3 separate regions of the Sus scrofa genome follow, and all the other regions are linked to region 3. A link is a contact called in public Hi-C data. All regions are on one chromosome and are shown on one strand. Each heading gives the region's core, a stretch centred on a gene start, on an enhancer-like site or on the middle of the called end of the contact. The rest is flanking DNA. Distances are from core to core; before and after follow the strand shown.

What was found. A called contact is a pair of places that touch in the nucleus more often than the background predicts.
Region 1: a contact with region 3 is called in a Hi-C map of retroperitoneal adipose tissue, with 2.1 times the contacts expected there. The contact joins two enhancer-like sites. A contact is called at or near these places in 9 of 47 Hi-C or Micro-C datasets (alveolar macrophages, embryonic fibroblasts, heart right ventricle and 3 more) and 1 of 2 datasets of contacts at active chromatin or transcription factors (skeletal muscle).
Region 2: a contact with region 3 is called in a Hi-C map of liver, with 4 times the contacts expected there. The contact joins two enhancer-like sites. A contact is called at or near these places in 3 of 47 Hi-C or Micro-C datasets (epiblast stem cells, heart right ventricle and liver).

The regions. Positions count from the first base shown.
Region 1 is chr15:54,837,764-54,840,866 of Sscrofa11.1, forward strand. No RefSeq gene overlaps it. Among named protein-coding and RNA genes, the nearest start is that of DCTN6, 57 kb to the right of the region's middle. Within about 2 kb of position 1,503, at least 30 of the 83 cell types and tissues checked have an H3K27ac peak or open chromatin away from gene starts, as enhancers often do. A contact at or near this core is called in embryonic fibroblasts, liver, retroperitoneal adipose tissue and 1 more, where this site is marked.
Region 2 is chr15:54,807,940-54,810,646 of Sscrofa11.1, forward strand. It overlaps LOC110257076 (a long non-coding RNA gene), which reads left to right. Exons shown (of 3, transcript XR_002339293.1): 3 at 2,266-2,707. Among named protein-coding and RNA genes, the nearest start is that of RBPMS, 84 kb to the left of the region's middle. Within about 2 kb of position 1,277, at least 50 of the 83 cell types and tissues checked have an H3K27ac peak or open chromatin away from gene starts, as enhancers often do. A contact at or near this core is called in liver, where this site is marked.
Region 3 is chr15:54,611,292-54,614,415 of Sscrofa11.1, forward strand. The region is part of intron 4 of RBPMS (RNA-binding protein with multiple splicing); the gene reads right to left. Among named protein-coding and RNA genes, the nearest start is that of RBPMS, 110 kb to the right of the region's middle. Within about 2 kb of position 1,405, at least 39 of the 83 cell types and tissues checked have an H3K27ac peak or open chromatin away from gene starts, as enhancers often do. A contact at or near this core is called in embryonic fibroblasts, liver, retroperitoneal adipose tissue and 1 more, where this site is marked.

The sequences.
Region 1 (3,103 bases), core at 253-2,752, 230 kb after region 3:
ACAAGAACAAAACCACACACACACACCCCTTGCCACATTATTTCTGCTCACTGTCTCAGTGGTGTCAAGCGCAATACACTGGGATGCCTGGAGCCCACCCACATAGAGTGACAGGAATTTGGGGACCTGGTTTGGCCCCTAGACTTGGGAATTACCCCCAAAGCATCTGCTCAGTCGGGTAAAATCCAAGTGCCTTGGTTTGGAGTAGGAAACTTAGCACAATATGATTCTACTCCTTTTTTCCAGTTTCTCTCCTGTCTTCCTCCCCCTGCCAATACATGTACCCCATAACAAATGTACCAACATAGCTGGCCTCACCATGACTACAGACCTCTACAGATGCTCTTCACATTCTAGAATGTTCTTCCTCCTTTCCCACCTGAGCAACTTATATTCATGCCTTAAGAATATAACTCAGAGTTCCCGTTGTGGCTCAGTGGTTAACAAATCCGACTAGGAACCACAAGGTGGCAGGTTTGATCCCTGGCCTCACTCAGTGGGTTAAGGATCCAGTGTTGCTGTGAGCTGTGGTGTAGGTCACAGACGCGCCTCAAATCTGGTGTTGCTACAGCTGTGGTGGCAGGCCAGCAGCTGTAGCTCTGATTAGACCCCTAGCTTGGGAACCACCATATGCTGCAGGTGTGGCCTTAAAAACCCCTCCAAAAAAAAGTAAAGTTAGATTGTATGAAAAACAGAGATGCTCTCTGACCAACTTATTGCTAGCTGGGCATGCCACTGCCAACAATAAGGACTACATTTCCCAGTCTTCCTTGCAGCTAGATATGGCCACATGATGGGGTCCCTATCCTGCAAAGTGTATAAAAAGGTAGGTATACCGTCAGTGTTTCCTGCTTAAAAGGAAATTGCCTGTCCTCCTTTTTCCTTCCCCTTTCCCAGGCTGAAGCTTGGATACGGTCATGACCCTGCCTTAACCATGCAACTAAGGACAACATCCTACGGATGATGACGCACAACAAGATGGGAAGAAGCCAGATCCCCACATGACCCTCTAGTCTGGACCACTCTGGTTTTGGTGTGAGAAATAAACTGAACCTTCTTTAAGCCTGTGTGTGTGTGTGTGTGTGTGGTGTGTGTGTGTGTGTGTGGTGTGTGTGTGTGTGTGTGTGTGTGTGTGTGTTTGCGCACATGGAGATCAACGTCTCTTTACCATAGCAGCTTAGCCCCAAACTGCTTTCCTAAGTAGGCAGTGAGCTTCTCCAGAGCAGAGATGAAATCTCTGTCATCTTTTTTTTATCTCCAGCCCCCCAGCAAAGCACCTGATAAAACAAATGTTCCATAAGTCTTTGCTGATTGATTGAATGGGCGCCTGAATTGTTAAGAACCTAAGAACCAAGGCTGTAAAAAATGATTGGATTAAATCCGACGGGTCTGGGACGTCCTGGCTAGGAATTTGGACTTTGCCCACATTAGGTTCTGTGGAAAGTTTTCAAGTGGAGAAAAAGAACTTTGCATTTTTCTGGCTTCTCTGAATCATGTTAGCTGTTGACACCTGCTGGCAATTTGGAACACTGCAGCCTGACTCAGGCTAACTCCAGGGAGGGGATGAGGCAGTTATTGAATACCAGTTACAAAAAGGAGGGCTGATGACCATTTAATAAATAACAACAAGCTGGAAGTACTCCAGGCCAGTCAGGGAGGTGGGGGCTGTAGGGAGGATGCAGCAAACTTTACACATAGTTCCTGATGTGGGAATTTTAGGTTTGGATTTTTTTTTACAGATACGTTTCTGTCCTTTGCTCCCAACAAGCTATAAAATGCCTCTTGCACCCTTTCCCTATTCCTGTGATTCTTTCTTGCACATTTGCATCAACATATGCTTTTCTCATTTCTACCAAAGGAGTAAGTTATTTGAGCCAACCTGTGATTCTGATTTGAAAGAAAGAAAGAAAGAAACCACAACCAAAACAAAACCCCACACTAGATATCATGAATCTTTTGTCATGAGAGATTGGTTGTTTTCTCAGATGAGACAATGCACCTGAGTTCTTTGGCTGGACCCACTGGGAAGATTTTTCTCAGTTCTCAGTTGTAAGAGACATGTCCTATTCCTACAAAGCAGCCCAAGTGCACCTACAGACGCTGTGCAGCTCCTGTAATGATCCTTTGCCCTCTGGCTTCCAGGAAGGAGACTTAGAGAAATTTTCTGGCTCTCTTTTAGCAATTATATATGCCTGTGCTTTTCTCTGTGCCAATAATATACCTGAGTTTTAAAAATCTTTGGTTTTTTTTCATTTTTATGTTTTTGTAAGCCACCATAGATGGCCTCAAAATTTGTCGGCTCCTGCAAATGACAAAAGAACTATCTTTTGAGATGATTTTAAAAAGACTTGATGAACTAGTAACCACCCCATCCCCACCCTGTCTAACTCTGCCCCAGAGGGCCTCTTCCACGCAACGCCATCAGGAAGCCCAGTTGTGTGAGTGTCTAAGATAAAAGCACTCAGCACTATGGGAAGCCAAAGGGTGGCCTTCCCTGCATGCACATGAAGAGGGGTTTTTTTTTTGGGGGGGGGATGGATCCTATAGTGAATTAAGTTACAAAGAGCAGGCAGTTTGCAGCAGGAAAAGGCCAGCATTTTCTGCCAATGTGTTGAAATTTATTTTGATGGCCACGCATCTCTGTGCACTGGAAAGGTGCTTTTCTGATTCCTTCCTTCCAGCTGTTAGAAAAGGGAGTGGGAGTCATCCCTGCATGAGGCCAGGGTTTCAGACTTGCACAGTAGGGCTAGAATGAAGTTTTCAAAGTCAATGTCTGGCTCCTTTTTGCATCAGCCCAAACCATTCCTGGGCAGGCAGGTGGGCCAGGTTTACTGGGATCTGATGCTCGTTCACAAGATTGGCCAGACCTTCAGCCCCCATGCCAAACCACGTTCCTCACCTCCCTCCCTGCTGCAGTGAGAGGCTTCTCATTGTGTTGGCGATGCCCTGATGCAGAAGATTGTGGCATAACTGAGGATAAATACTTAGATTTTCATCAGAAGGACTGATAGTGAGAATAGACCAATTACCATCTAGAGCAAAGTGCTTATTTTTTGTCTTGAGGCCAAGTGAGCAGTGGAGTAGGAGGGACAGCTGGGAGTTT
Region 2 (2,707 bases), core at 27-2,526, 200 kb after region 3:
GGGCCGCACCTGCGATTTATTAAATTTTTTTTTTAGGGCCGCACCTGCGGCACATGGAAGTTCCCAGGCTAGGGGTTAAATTCGAGCTGCAGCTGCCACCTAAGCCATAGCCACAGCAATACCAGATCTTTCACCCACTGAGCAAGGCCACAGATCAACCCTGAATCCTGATGGATACTGGTTGGGTTTGTTACCGCTGAGCCATGACGGGAACTCCCTATATGTTTTAATAATAATAAACCTATGTTAACCCACTGAACCACAATGGGAACTCCCCAGACTCCATTTATTAATCAGCACCACCTTCCCACAAAGGTGGGGAGAGCTCTCCACCCTCCTGCTGGTTCCGAGGAGTGAATAACAGGTGACAGCCAAAGAAGAAACCTCCAGGCAGGCTGCCCCCTGGTACTCAAATACCTTTCAGAGCCCCTCCCCTGGAAGACCATTAATATGGAAAAAGAGAGGGACAGACTGTTTTGAACACTCAGGAGTGCCTCACTACCTGAAGCTCCAGCATAGCAGTGGAAATACTTTAGGGTGGAGCTCCTGTCCTGACTCAGTGGTTAACCAATCCGACTAGGAACCATGAGGTTGAGGGTTTGATCCCTGGCCTTGCTCAGTGGGTTAAGGATCAGGCCTCTCGGAGAGCTGTGGTGTAGGTGCAGACACTGCTGGGATCTGAAGTTGCTGTGGCTCTGGCATAGGCCGGTGGCTACAGCTCTGATTAGACCCCTAGCCTGGGAACCTCCATATGCCTCTGGTGAGGCCCTAAAAAAGACAGGAAAAAAAAAAAAAAAGAAGATCTTTAGGGAAGCAAACAATGGCTAGAGAAAAAGCACCATTGCCTACCTCAGCCTCCTAGAGGTTTTGCTTGCAAAGTGCCTAGAGCACGTGTGTGTGTGTGTGTGTGTGTGTGTGTGTGTGTGTAAACAGTCCTCTCTATAACACACATGGTAAGGAAAAAGTTCTGCTTTCTCTCATAAACAGAACCGACGTGCCTCCATAAAAGGAAATAATGTTTTATTAAGACCTCCTCTGAGGTTACAAAAACCTCTCTCTCGGAAGATCACGAAGGATTTTTCTTTGCTGTGACGTGTCACCAGTCCCTGAATCCCACTCTTCCTTTCCCTCTGCCCTATCCACAGGAGATTTTCTTCCTGCTTGTATTTTTTAACAGAGAACCTGAGTTTCCAGTTGACAGAGTCCATGATCAGCTCCTTCACTGAACATTGCACAAGCGACACAGACCTCTGGCTGTGCAAACAAACAGGGCAAGGGGACAGCGGAAGGTGCCAGCCGCGGTGCTGCCCCAGCCAGGCCCTCCCCAAGGCCCTTTGAGGCACGGGGCCCTTCCTCAGGGTGCTCCTCCGCCCGGTAGGGCCCTAAGCCCCGAGCCAGCCCTGTGGGTCGTCAGAGGAGGCCCTGTCCATCAGCACTCCTCTGGGATCTGTCCCGTTTTAGTCAGGAATGTTCCTCAGATAAAGACCCGAGCGGAATGCGGGCCCCCAATCAGAGTTACGCAAGGACAGCCGGATCTTTATCGGGCGGCGCTGGGTAAGGGCGGGTGACCGCTCAGATCCCTCAGTGTGAAGCAGGAAAACAAGGACGACTCTGCGCTGGGGGACTGACTCGCGGGAACAGAAGGTGCCAGCGGTGCTTCCTCCAGCACACCTTTGACCTGGAGCTGCCAACACCCACTTCTTTCCCGGCCTAGCTCCCCTGAAGAGCGTGACTCCCCGGGGCTGCGGATTGCTGAACAGTTATATTTAGCCAATCGCGGAAGGGACTAGCCAGTTCCAGCCAACTAGCCTTCTCCCAGCGGAGACAGGGATTCTTTGCCTCCTTCTTCCCCCTTCCCTCCTAGTCCTTCCCGCCGCCGCCGGCTGACTCCACTTCCACTAAAATGCAGCCGAGGAGTGGGCGAGGGGGGAAGCATAAAGCCCAAGCTCCAAGGACACTGGTGGTTTGGGGCCTGGCCTGGGCAGGTGAACCGATTTTGATCTGCAAACCCAGCTCCCCCTCTTCGTGGCTTGAGGGTCCCTGCTGGCCTCGCACTTGGGCAGAAGAGTTCAGTCTATAAGAGGTGCCATTCATAAGCCCAGATCCCTATTGCTGCGGCCTGAAATTCTGGCAGCCTGAAATTCTGCTTTACCAACTTCCCTCTGGGAGCCTGAACATTTTTTATCATCCAGTGTTTCCTCATAAAATGATGCAAGTACCCTCGGAAAGGCAAATGACTTAAGCTTTTCTTTTATCGGCTCACAGACTCAGAAGAATGGGCGCAAGTGGAGGCTTTGGAGGAGAGAAGGTGGCCTGGCGGCTGAGAAAGACTTCTGGTGAAAACAGGAAGACGGATGACTCTCCCACGTCCACTAAAATGCAGCGGGGGGCGGTGGGGGGGAAATAAATCCACAAGTTTCAAGTCAATGGAAGAGAACTCCCGGGAGAGACTACATGACTTTGCCTCAGCTGTGAAGAAAATGAAGGTCACCAGAAAGGAAACCCTAAATATGGATTTAACCAAATTTTGTGAGAGGGAGGAGTGTGTGGGAGGCAGTGGCTGATGAAGAGTCCTAGATCGTGCTTTTCCACAGAAAGGCAATAGGCAATATTTAAAAACCAAAAAAAATCGAGAAAAACCTGGGTAAGCTTGTATTTTAAAAATACGGAGAAAATACCAGAAAGAAAACAACCTGAAAGAAGAGGC
Region 3 (3,124 bases), core at 155-2,654:
AGGAAGGAAGAAGACACATTTCTGAAAGGTACTCAGTCCAAGCCCATGCCCATAAGGGGCCCTAAAGCCTGTTTGTTTCTTTCTTTTCTCTTTCTCTTTTTCTTTTTTATCTTGGAGAAAAAGAGCAATTTCCACAAGAAATGAATAAGACTCTCTTACTCTGTAGACCTAGATGAACAACTCAGCTCCAAAGATGGGAGGAAGAGCCTGTGACTTGATGCTAATGGCAAGAGAAGTAAGGGATGGGGGGAGAGGGAGGAGAGGCCCCTCAGTGGGCACGAGAGCCATGGGACCCACAGATGTTCTGATGTGGGTGGAATTTCTTTGTGAACCAGATCTCTCCACTTTCTAAGAACAAACCAATTGAAGGCAGCAAAACAGGTGAGGTTGGACAAGAAGAAGAACCCTCTGTGCAGGCCTAACCAATGACAAAAAACTGAAAAGAGGGTGCCAGCTGTATGACATCTAAGAAGAAATTCTTTCTTTTTTTCCCCTGCTTTTCAGCATGACACCCACAAGATATAGAAGTTCCCAGGCTAGGGGTCAAATTGAAGCTGCAGCTGCTGGCCTACACCACAGCCACAGCAATGCAGGATCCAAGCCATGTCTGTGACCTACACATCAACTCATGGCAACACCGGATCCTTAATCCACTGAGTTAGGCAAGGGTTCAAACCCGAGTCCTCATGGATAATAGCTAGATTCATTTCTGCTGCTCCACAAGAGGCAGTCCAGAAATTCTTTAACTGGTCTGTTTTTTTGTTTTTTGCTTTTTAAACTTTTTTAGAGTCTAGTTGATTCATAATGTTGTGCCAATTTCTGCTGTAGAGCAAAGTGACCAAGTCATCCATACATATACATTCCCTTTGTTATATTATCTTCCATCATGGTCTCTCCCTAGAGCCAGTTTTCTTTTAATTTGGGAAACCTCAGTCTCATCTCGCTGAAAATGTGTATCAGGGGACAAGAGCGAGCAGCCTACTGAGGCAATGTTTGCATCCATCCACTTCCACTAAGAGCCTTTCACTCTATCAAAGCTAATATCACAACACAGTACATATTTCCAAATATGGATCTGAAGAGCTGTCGTCTTTGTTGGGAGACAAGTGAACTCCCCGGGCGTCATTTAAAGGTACCCTGTGGAGGGACATGCCTATTTCTGTCACATCCAACTACACAGCAATGACCTGCGATGGATTTCGGGGTGTCCTCCCTGGCACTTAATGCCATCATCCTTCCTGGGACTTCCCAACCCTGAGCTCACATCAACGTTAGCGCCATGGGTAACGGTGGACCTCTGGAGTTTCTAATCAGAGCAGGAGGCTGCACATCTGAATTCCATGCCTCAGCTCTTTCACTGACTCGCCAGGGTTGACCCAGGCTCCACGCCACGTGCTTGCAGCTTACACAACCTGGCCTCATGACTCAGGTCCTAAAACATGCTTAACTGAGTCGCTCCCACTACCCAGTACCCCTCCTCCCCGTTTGAGCTAAAATAACATCATCATCGTGTTCCAAATCAAAGTTCCAGCTCCTTATTAAAAAAAAAAAAAAAAAGAGTTAAAATGACCTAATTTGTTTGGCAGCTTATTCAGAGGCTGGAGGCTTAGAATACAAGGCACATTCCTCTAACATCTTTAGCAGCAACACCATATTTGGTAATCAATATCCTGCTCAGCTTGGTTTCTATCCAGAGGGATTAGCCAAGCCAAAAACATTTTCAATGTTGAAGGATGATGAAGAGGAGGCAGAGGGGGGCAGGGGTAGGGAAAACATGGAAGTAAAGAGGAAGAAAAGTGAGGAGAAAGATGAAAAAGGGAAAGACAGATAAGGAGGAGACATGAAAAAACAAACCTCCTCCCCCAACTCTTGTGCTTTTAATTAAAGTCTAACAAGATTATTAAACGCTGTCAGGCTAAGATTACTACCGTGTCAGAGGGGGAATCTGTACCTTTCAAAATCAACTTTTTCCTTGCTTGCCTACAAACCCACCAAAACCGTTCTTATGAATGACGAACTGCAACTTTTCCAACTGGAAATGGTTTTATTTCCTTCCTTTAAATGTTTTATTAACTGAAGTGAAGGTGATTTACAATGTCGTGTTAGGTTCAGGTGGACAGCAGGTTACTTCCTTGGTGTCCAGAAAGGAGTTTCTGGTTGTTGGTTTGAGAACAGTAAGTTATTCAGAAGCAGACCAATCTGACTGGCTATAGGAATAGATGGCCTCAAACTCTGTGACCAAACCAACAGAAGTTCACTGTGATCTGCAAAGGCCAACCTCCCTACCTAGGGTGAATACTAGGAGACAGAAAGCCTTGAGTCTACTACACTTAAAAAGCACACCAGGGCAGATCCATATATTGATGTGTTTTGGACTGAATGTTCGTGTTTTCCCCAAATCCACACATTGAAGCCCTAACCCCAGACATAATGCTATTTGGAGGTGGGCCCCCTAGGAAGGGATTAGTGCCCCTGAGAGAAGAGGAAGAGGCAGTAGGGATCTCTGTCCTCAGGGCACAAGTCAAGCCCAGGCCACAAGAGAACACAGTCAGAGGGTGGTGGTCTCCAAGCCAGAAAGAAGGTCTGCTGGAAACTTCACCTTGGACTTACTGGCCCCCAGAACCAAGAGAATTAATGTTTAAGACAACTTAGGAGTTCCGGTGTGGCACAGCAGAAACAAATACAACTAGGAACCATGAGGTTGTGGGTTCAATCCCTGGCCTTGCTTAGTGGGTTAAGGATCCAATGTTGCTGTGAGCTGTGGTGTAGGTCACAGATGTGGCTTGGATCTGGCATTGCTGTGGCTGTGGTGTAGGCCTGCAGCTGTAGCTCTGACTGGACTCCTAGCCTGGGAACCTCCATATGCTGCGAGTACAGCCCTAAAAAGCAAAAAAAAAAAAAAAAAAAAAAAAAAAAGACAACCTGCCTGTGGTACTTGTTACAGCAGCCAGAGCTAAGACACCCTGCTAACATGATTTTTGTTCCTGTGCCATAGTTCCTAAAAGAGCTTAAAAGAGTCTTTCTAAACTTTCTGTAGTCTCATACAGGTAAATCTCCCCTTCTCTATCAACCCCATCCCCAACCTCACCTGTGTCCTCACTGCAAGGAACTCAAACCATGGGAA